Linked DNA regions of Danio rerio: region 2 is linked to region 1. A link is a contact called in public HiCAR-type data. All regions are on one chromosome and are shown on one strand. The core of a region is the stretch at or near the end of the contact, and the rest is flanking DNA. Distances in the headings are between cores, read along the strand shown.

The links. HiCAR-type assays count read pairs that join an accessible place to other places.
Region 2: a HiCAR-type map of caudal fin shows a contact between it and region 1, with 5 times the contacts expected there. The contact joins the promoter of hs6st2 here to the promoter of rap2c in region 1. A contact is called at or near these places in 2 of 18 Hi-C or Micro-C datasets (caudal fin and an unstated tissue) and 4 of 4 datasets of contacts at active chromatin or transcription factors (caudal fin, embryo, gastrula embryo and 1 more).

Annotation. Positions count from the first base shown.
Region 1 is chr14:35,488,520-35,492,829 of GRCz12tu, reverse strand. rap2c (RAP2C, member of RAS oncogene family) reads left to right here and starts at 1,925. Exons shown (of 3, transcript NM_001007055.1): 1 at 1,925-2,233. The coding sequence starts at 1,961.
Region 2 is chr14:35,594,443-35,598,752 of GRCz12tu, reverse strand. hs6st2 (heparan sulfate 6-O-sulfotransferase 2) reads left to right here and starts at 2,499. Exons shown (of 2, transcript NM_194421.2): 1 at 2,499-3,320. The coding sequence starts at 2,761.

The sequences.
Region 1 (4,310 bases), core at 676-3,175:
CTTGAACACTAGCAGAAAGGCATTAATTCTTTTTAAATTTACACAAAGACTTAGATAATAATCAATTCACGCTTTCCATCCTCATTAATAATACAACATATATAAATAAATAAAAAACAAAAAAACAATGCTAAAGAAAACTAAGTAGGGGAGTTAAAGTTCTCAAAATATTAAACCAAAATCTTGTAATGATGAATATACATATCTTGCTTTTTGTCTTTTAATCTCTCATAATGTCTTCAAATATATCACAAATACTTCTTTAAACACCACATCTTGGAACGTGCTGTACATGTTCTGAAAACGTTTTTTTTTTTTTTCAATAAGGATATTTATGTGTGTTATTTTAGATTAGTTTCAGTCATTATTAAGTGTAAAAATCAAACTTATTTATTAAAAAAAACATCTATGGAAAAAGACCACTTGAAAATGTCTGTTTTAAGCTGTATTTATCTGTGGGTTGTGAAGTTCATTTTTGTTTTAATCTGTAAAGGTAACTGATATTGATAACAATTGTCATTTACCATGTTCTTAGAAATATTGCAGTAAAAATGTTTAATGTTTACCAATAAATAACTCTGTTATTCTGCCATATACTCACTTTGTTTTACTTTTCCAAGGTATAAACACTGTTTAAAAATAAATACAAGCACAGAGGGTCTGTGTAACCTTTCAGTTAAATCATGCAAAAATGACAAATTTGTCATTTTAAATTGGGAAAATGTTGACAGAATAAAACAAAAGTTACGGTTTTTATTATTTATTTAACACTTTTTATTTTTACATGTTACAAACACATCAAACTCCCCTTGTAGAAATAATAATAAATAAATAAATGAAAATAATAATAAAATAAAACCAAATTATGTCTACATTTATGCAACACTCTCAGTGTTAAAAACAAAAGTGATGTATTATTGTCCAGAGCTAGCAAGGGTGATCAGTTTAGCTCTAGCTGGACAGTTTTAATAGCAGAAAAAAAGGGACTTCCAAATTTGTTCTGTTGTCTTTGATGGGAGTCTCTTCTCTAGTTTCAAGAATTTCGTTTTTCTCAAACATAATTATTAATCATAAATCCAGGGAAGTGATTTTTAGGTGGTGTTTTAATTGCTAGCTTTAATCTGATTTTTATGTTTTAAAATAATCTATTTACCAATTTATATAGCAGCCTGTTGACAAAATTGTTATACAATAAAGTATTCTACTATTATTATTCATGATTTTTTTTTTTTTTATGGTTTTAATTTTTGTGTGTGTGTTTGAATTGAGCATGTCCGAAACAGAAGGTTCAAAAATGACTCGAGAACTACCGATTCAACTGATTCTCAAAAAAGAATCGACTCAGAGGAGCCGTTGACGCCAGTGTGCGAGAGCTCCGCTGCGGGGCCGCTGCTTCTGCTTCTGTCTGGGGCCGATATGCAGAGGCGGGCCGGGGGAAAGACACACCAGAAGGGAAGGCGATGCAGGATTCCGAGACAGAGTGTATGAGTTGATCATCTAAGAGAGAGAAAACCCGGTGACTAACGTACATCCGTCGCATATTAAAGCAGGAAAGGGCCGTTTGTGTGCGAGTTCAGCCTCGCTCTCCTCCTGAAGCACTAGCCAGCTAAAGCTAGTCATGTAGCGCTCCATTCACACGGACGCCAAACATGGACACGACTACACACAATACTTGTGTTTTATACCGCCTGTGTGGCTAACAAACTCTTTGACGAACGGATCCCGATGGAGATAGAGTGCAGATGGAGGGGCGTTGTGGATTTAGCTAGATATTCACCCAGAAAAAGCAGTATCCTCTGTTGAATCTCTGCTTTGATTTCCTCGAACCCGTGAAAAGTGCTCCTCTGGTGTTGTTTTGATCATTAAAGGCCTCGATAAGACGTGCTGTGGTATTTTTATGTTTTTATGGCCGGTGTTGAGCAGATAAAGTTAGCTGTAGCTTAAGCGTGGATCAGACCAAATGAAGGAGTACAAGGTGGTTGTGCTGGGCAGCGGCGGCGTGGGCAAGTCCGCACTCACGGTCCAGTTTGTGACCGGGACATTCATCGAGAAATACGACCCGACCATCGAGGACTTCTATAGGAAGGAGATTGAGGTGGATTCGTCCCCCTCCGTGCTGGAGATACTGGACACCGCCGGGACCGAGCAGTTTGCATCCATGCGAGATCTGTACATTAAAAACGGGCAAGGCTTCATTTTAGTCTACAGCCTTGTCAATCAGCAGTCATTTCAGGTGAGTAACACTGTGTTAGTACAGCTAATGGGCCCTTGAGGTTTAGATTAGGCCATTATTATACATTTTATTGCCGTAATAGCACAGTTGGGGCTAGATGATAGCTCTAGCAAGAGAACTTCTGTGATTCAGAGTTCACCAAACACTTGAGATGTAAGTTACTGTAGCTGACATCAAATCATAAATTGTGCATTTCAAAGTAGTTCAGGGCTTATATGCAACAGGTTACAGATGCACTATTCTCAACCTTGGTGATCTCACACACCACTCTTTATAGTTTTGTGTGTTTTCTCATTAATTATTCAACTTTTCTATCTTACAAAGCAGGTACGTTGTTCACATGAGGGGCATAAATAATTTATTTGAGGGGAGAAAAGAGCCAAGCAAAACATTGGATGGGATCCTGATACAAATATGTTTTCCACTATTAACCAGACAGTTTGAAGGCAGAGATGCTCAATTTGTTTGTACAACTAGTAAAGTAGCATTAAATGAAAGGAAAGAAAAAATGTCTTCCAGTGAAAATTACAAACCGCTCAAGTCACCAGTGGCATTTTCAATTATAAAAATGAAAACCTTTTCAGCATTTTGTCCTCTCATTTACATAACAACTGCATTGACACTTAAAATGCTCGATTTAAACTTGGCAAATATGTTTTAAAGTGCAGCTTTTTGGTTGTTGTTTTTTTTAAATGTCCATATTTGGTGTAAACTACAAAATCGCACACATTTCACACATTCAACAGTAACTAAAACAACAATGGTGGACTACAGGACTGACAGATGTAGTTTGTGTTCTTTGCAAAGTGACAGCCATTTACTGGCCTCGCATGAACAATGCAGTGCTTTTGTCATTTATACAGATCTGTGGTAACCACAGGTGTTCCTGGAAGGCTGTGGCTTTGCACAGTTTTGCTTTTATGTAATGTAGTGTAGTGTGTATTTATATTGCGCATATATCGTGCATGGCCATACACCCAAAGTGCTTCACAATCTTGAAGGGGGTCTGTCCATACCAACACCAGTGAGCAGCATCCACTTGGATGATACGACGGCAGCCACAGGACAACTGTGCCAGTGTGCTCAACATACCCCAGCCAAAGGTGGGGTAGAGAGATGGTAATAGAGCCCATTTGGTGGATGGGGATGATTGGGAGGCCATGATGGGCAAGGGCCGATGGTGGGAATTTGGCTCGGACACAGGGGTTATACCCCTACTCTTTATGAGAAGTGCTATGAGATTTTTAATGACCACAGAGAGTCAGGACCACGGTTTACTCACTGACAGTATAGTGTCCCCTTCACTTTACTGGGGCGTTACGCTTCACACAGACTGTAGGTTGAGTTCCCCTGTTAGTCGCACTAACACCACTTCCAAAAGCAACCTATTTTTCCCATGTGGTCTCCCGTCCAGGCTCAGCCCTGCTGAAGTTCAGTAAGTAGCCAATCTTGGGCTGCAGGGTGATTATGGCTGTGCTGTAATTATGCACACCTTATCAAACTAATTAAGTAATTCAGGCTAGTTTGAAACCTACTGGAAGGTGTGTTGGAACTACACTCTGCTTGGCTGTGGCCCTTCAGGAACTTAGTTTGACACCCCTTGTGTAAAAGGATAGTTTTGACAATTGTGCCATATGTATGCAAAACTTTTCAAAAACATTTTTTTCACAGTCCCATACAAATACCCATAGACTGTTTACAACACTTCTGCAAGCTTCAATCCATATTTCTTCATTTTATTATTTTATTGCGAAATCTGCTCAGCAGTTGACACACTGAGGTGAAACAAGTCCATGCTAGTTTTAGGAATTTCAGTTCTTGCAGCTGTGGACAAATAAATATAACTAGACTAAATCATACAAATAAAAAGCTGCCAAAACATCCCTAACAGAAAGAATAAAGGAGTGCAAAATCCCACCTTCAGCTTTAAAGCCACTTATAAAAGCCCATATTCTTAACAAATGGCAAGCAGAAAGGGATCAGTGCTCAAAAAAAATAAATGTTTTGAAATCCAGTCTGAAATAAGATTTTTTTTTTTTTTTTTTTTTTAACTCAAGGCATGATGAGATTGCTTACA
Region 2 (4,310 bases), core at 1,250-3,749, 110 kb before region 1:
AACAATTGTAAATAATGAGCAGTCGATTTAGTGGTCTCTGAGAGATGTTCATCAGATTTTACCCATTCAGAGTATGTGCTTAATATGGGCAAAACCAAGAGAGATAGATGCTAAAAATGTAAGAGAAAAGTTATATTAAACATTTCTTAGTCTTGTTGAAATAAAGACTGCAGATATTTAATTGTGATGTGTGGTGTGGTTTCTTATCTGCGTGCTGTATCTGTTGATTGATTGCTTTAACAATCTTGTGTGTGTATATTAAGATATTTTGTACGTTTATTTTTTGATAAGTGTGCATTGCTATACTTCATTTACACACTTTGCTTAGGCTTAATTGGCACATCAGAATGAACCGCTTATTTTAGATAATTTTAAATGGGCCCATGAAGAGTTAAAACAATCATGAGCTTTGATTAATCAGCCATTATTCAGTCTTTGTGTTTGTTATTAAATTAACATAAGCTGCTAAGATAAGATAAACACTGACAGATATAAATGTAACGCTATTAACCTCCCATAGCAGATAAGCATCCAAACATAGCCTCAAATTCATTCCTTAATTGCTAATGTAAATAAATGTGATGCTGACCACAATATGCTAAATAAATAGTAAGTTAATGAGTTAAATCCTGATGAATGTTAGTTGGTATAATGATATATTTTTAAAAATCTTCAGTTTCTTTTCTGCGCTATTGGAAGTAAACTTAATTATACATGATCTTTATATACAGTTGGTCAGAACTATTAGCCCCCCAATTTTTCCCCAATGTCTGTTTAATAGAGATTTTCCTCAGCACATTTCTAAACATAATAGTTTTAATAACTCGTTTCTAATAACCAATTTCTTTTATCTTTGCCATGATGGCAGTAAATAATATTTTACTAGATATTTTTCAAGACACTTTTATACAGCTTAAAGTGACATTTAAATGCTTAACTAGGTTAATTAGGTTAACTAGGCAGGTTAGGGTAATTAGGCAAGTTATTGTAAAATGATGGTTCTGTAGACTATCGAAAAAATATTTCTTAAAGGGGCCAATAATTTTGACCTTAAAATGTTTAAAAAAAAAAAAAAATTTATTCTAGCCGAATTAAAACAAATAAGACTTTCTCCAGAAGGAAAAATATTATCAAAAATGTCTTGCTTTGTTAAACATAATTTGGGAAATATTTTAAAAAAGAAGAAAAAATTAAAGGGGGCTAATAATTCTGACTTCAGATGTATATTAAGACATTTTTTAAGTTTATTTTTTGATAAGTGTGCATTGCTATACTTCATTTACACGCTTACCTTATGCTTAATTGGCTCATCAGAATGAACCGCTTATTTTAGATCAACCCATCTCTGGGAAAGAATCCTGGTGTGACTTCAGTTAATCAGTTTTCTTCAATGCAAACAATTAATTTTCAAGAGTCCAACATCCAGCTGTGTAAAACATATAATCTGATGTAAGTGGTCATCTTTTGCTACTATATTGTTTTTAAACAGGGTAAACATTTTACAAGTGACTTATTCTAAATCTTGGACCTTATTCTTGAAAGAAAACATGACCAATAAAAAAGTGTGAAGCACCAAAAGCAGCCCATATTAAAATAAGTTGTTATAATCATGTACTTTTTTTTTACAAGTGAGGCTGGAAAAGGTGTGAAGCTCATAATTATTGTGTTTTATTTTTTTATTATTCAAATGGCCAAATTCTGACCGAGGAAAGTTGTGCTGGCCAGTTTGTTAGCCTAATAAATGACAATAGTTTTTAATTTAAAACTTTTTTGTATTGATATTATGATGTAATAAATTTACATATTTTAAAAATACTGACAATACCATCGACAAGCTAATTCAGCTAAAAATAATGTAACCTAAATTCAGAGTTTATAGTTTAATAGAAAATGAGGCAAATAACTGGAAAGAGGTACACATTTTTTTTTTTTTTTTGGCAAAAAAACAAAACAAAATAAGAATCACCCCTTTCACCAAGCTGGTTACTAAAAAAACTGCTTAAACCAGCCTGCTTCAAGCTAGTCAACCAGCCTGGCTTTAGAGGGGTATTGGCTATTTCCAGGCTGGTTAGGCTGAAAAATGACCAGCTAAAACCAGTTTGACCGGCCAAAACCAGTATATGTTATATAAGTATATATTACAAGTATGTATTATATAACAAGTATATATTATTTAATAAAACATTAACTAATAATTTATGATTAATATGATGCAAAATTATATGAAAATATATAGTTTTTATTTAATAAATATTAAATATATAGTTAATTTTATTATATTTTATACACAATTAAACAATTAGTATTACCATTAAATACACATAAAGCAGTTTAAATCACATACAAATATCAAACTGATTTTAATTAAATGTAAAAAAAAGACAATATTACACAATAAAAGTATTCCTATGGACTTTTATTTTGAAGAGTGGTGTACGGATGTGGGCGTTGTATGTGGACTACTGGGAAAACGAGGAACTGGGAAGAGCGAGTACGAATTTGTGGCAGAGGTAAACAGCAGAAGTTATCGAAGAATCACAAAGCAATCCGATGTAAGTTCGGACTACAAAGCCTCGTGAAAACATGTAGACACCGACTAGACTCGCTTCAATCAAACGAACATCCACCAGAAGCGCTGGGCGTGTTCGTGTTTTGATGTGCTCGAGTCACAGGTTTTGTTCAACATTCCTCCTGGCCGACGCGACGCGGTGAGCGAGCCGCCGCACAACCGAGTAATGCTTTCACTTTTCCAGCGAGAAGATGGATGGGAAATCCAACTACAGCCGGCTACTCATCGCGCTGCTGATGATTCTGTTTTTTGGCGGAATTGTACTGCAATACATATGTTCAACATCCGACTGGCAGTTACTACACCTGGCATCATTGTCCTCGAGGCTGGGGAGTCGCGCGCCCGGAGATCGCTTGAACGGAGCCGGTGCGGGAGATCCGTACAGCTCGGAGGACGGTGCTTTGGTTCGCTTTGTGCCTCGTTTTAATTTTACCACTAAAGACCTTAGTCGCGCGGTGGATTTCCACATTAAGGGGGACGATGTTATTGTGTTCCTCCACATTCAAAAAACCGGAGGGACCACATTCGGCCGTCACCTGGTCCGCAACATCCAGCTGGAGAGGCCGTGCGAGTGCCATGCGGGCCAGAAGAAGTGTACCTGCTACCGGCCGGGCAAACGCGACACCTGGCTGTTCTCCCGCTTCTCCACCGGCTGGAGCTGCGGTCTGCACGCGGACTGGACCGAGCTCACCAACTGCGTGCCTTCCTTCATGAGCAACCGGGAGTCCCAGGAGAGACGCATGACTCCTAGGTGAGACTTATTAGTATACCAAACTAATTTAGTGTCTTAATGAGTTTAAATGCGTCTCGATAAACTAACTTGTTTCTTTTGTTGTGTTATGGTGTGTTGTATGGCGTCACGGTGCGCTTCGCCACTCCTTCCTCTCATATTGTTCTCGCTCTGAAACCTCTTAGCAAGTCAATTATGCGGAGACAAAAGGACTCCAACAGGTCAGGTTTAACCCCGGAGTGTCTGCTTTCATTCAGCGCATTCCTGCAACAGGGGACCCATCATCATAATCATTCACCCTTTCAGACACCCCGGAGGGCAGACAGCCTGCTGGCACCAGAACATCTGCCATTCTCTCAGGCCTGTCCTTTAAATAAACCCCCTGTAGCATTATGAGACCCACAGTGTTTGATAATGTTCGCATTTGGAGACTCGTGTTATATAAACCACGAGTCTCCAAATATAAAGGCTGTGCCTTAGCGCCCCTCCAGTGCTGATATACAGCCATAGCACACTGCTACAAGTGTGATATTGCGTTTAGACAACAGTTCGACGGCACAATCTTGTACATAAAAAAGAAAATCAAACACAGAGTCTAAAACTCTTGTATTAGGAGCTACTTTCTTCCAATATTCATTCACACATGCAGCTGACGTCAGAACAGCAGAAGCTGTAACTTATTTACCAAAGTCACTTTAGAGCTAGTATTTGAATGATTCTCTATAGTATAATGTGAAGCGGCGCTTCTAGTGTGTGACCCCTTAAGGTGATGACAAAAGAGCAAATTTTGCTTACATTTTAAGATTATAAGGCTGAACGTGACATTAAATGCCAACCGTCTACATAGATTTCTCACCAGACTGCTGTTGTGTTTGCGATAAGGAGGGACAAGGCTGAATCAAGTTTCTTATTCGCAGCTTCTTAGTGACTCTATCCAGTCCACCTTAAAAACCACGAGGCTTCCGTTTTTAGTTTTTTATTCGCGCTCAAGAGAACACACTGAGCAAGGGC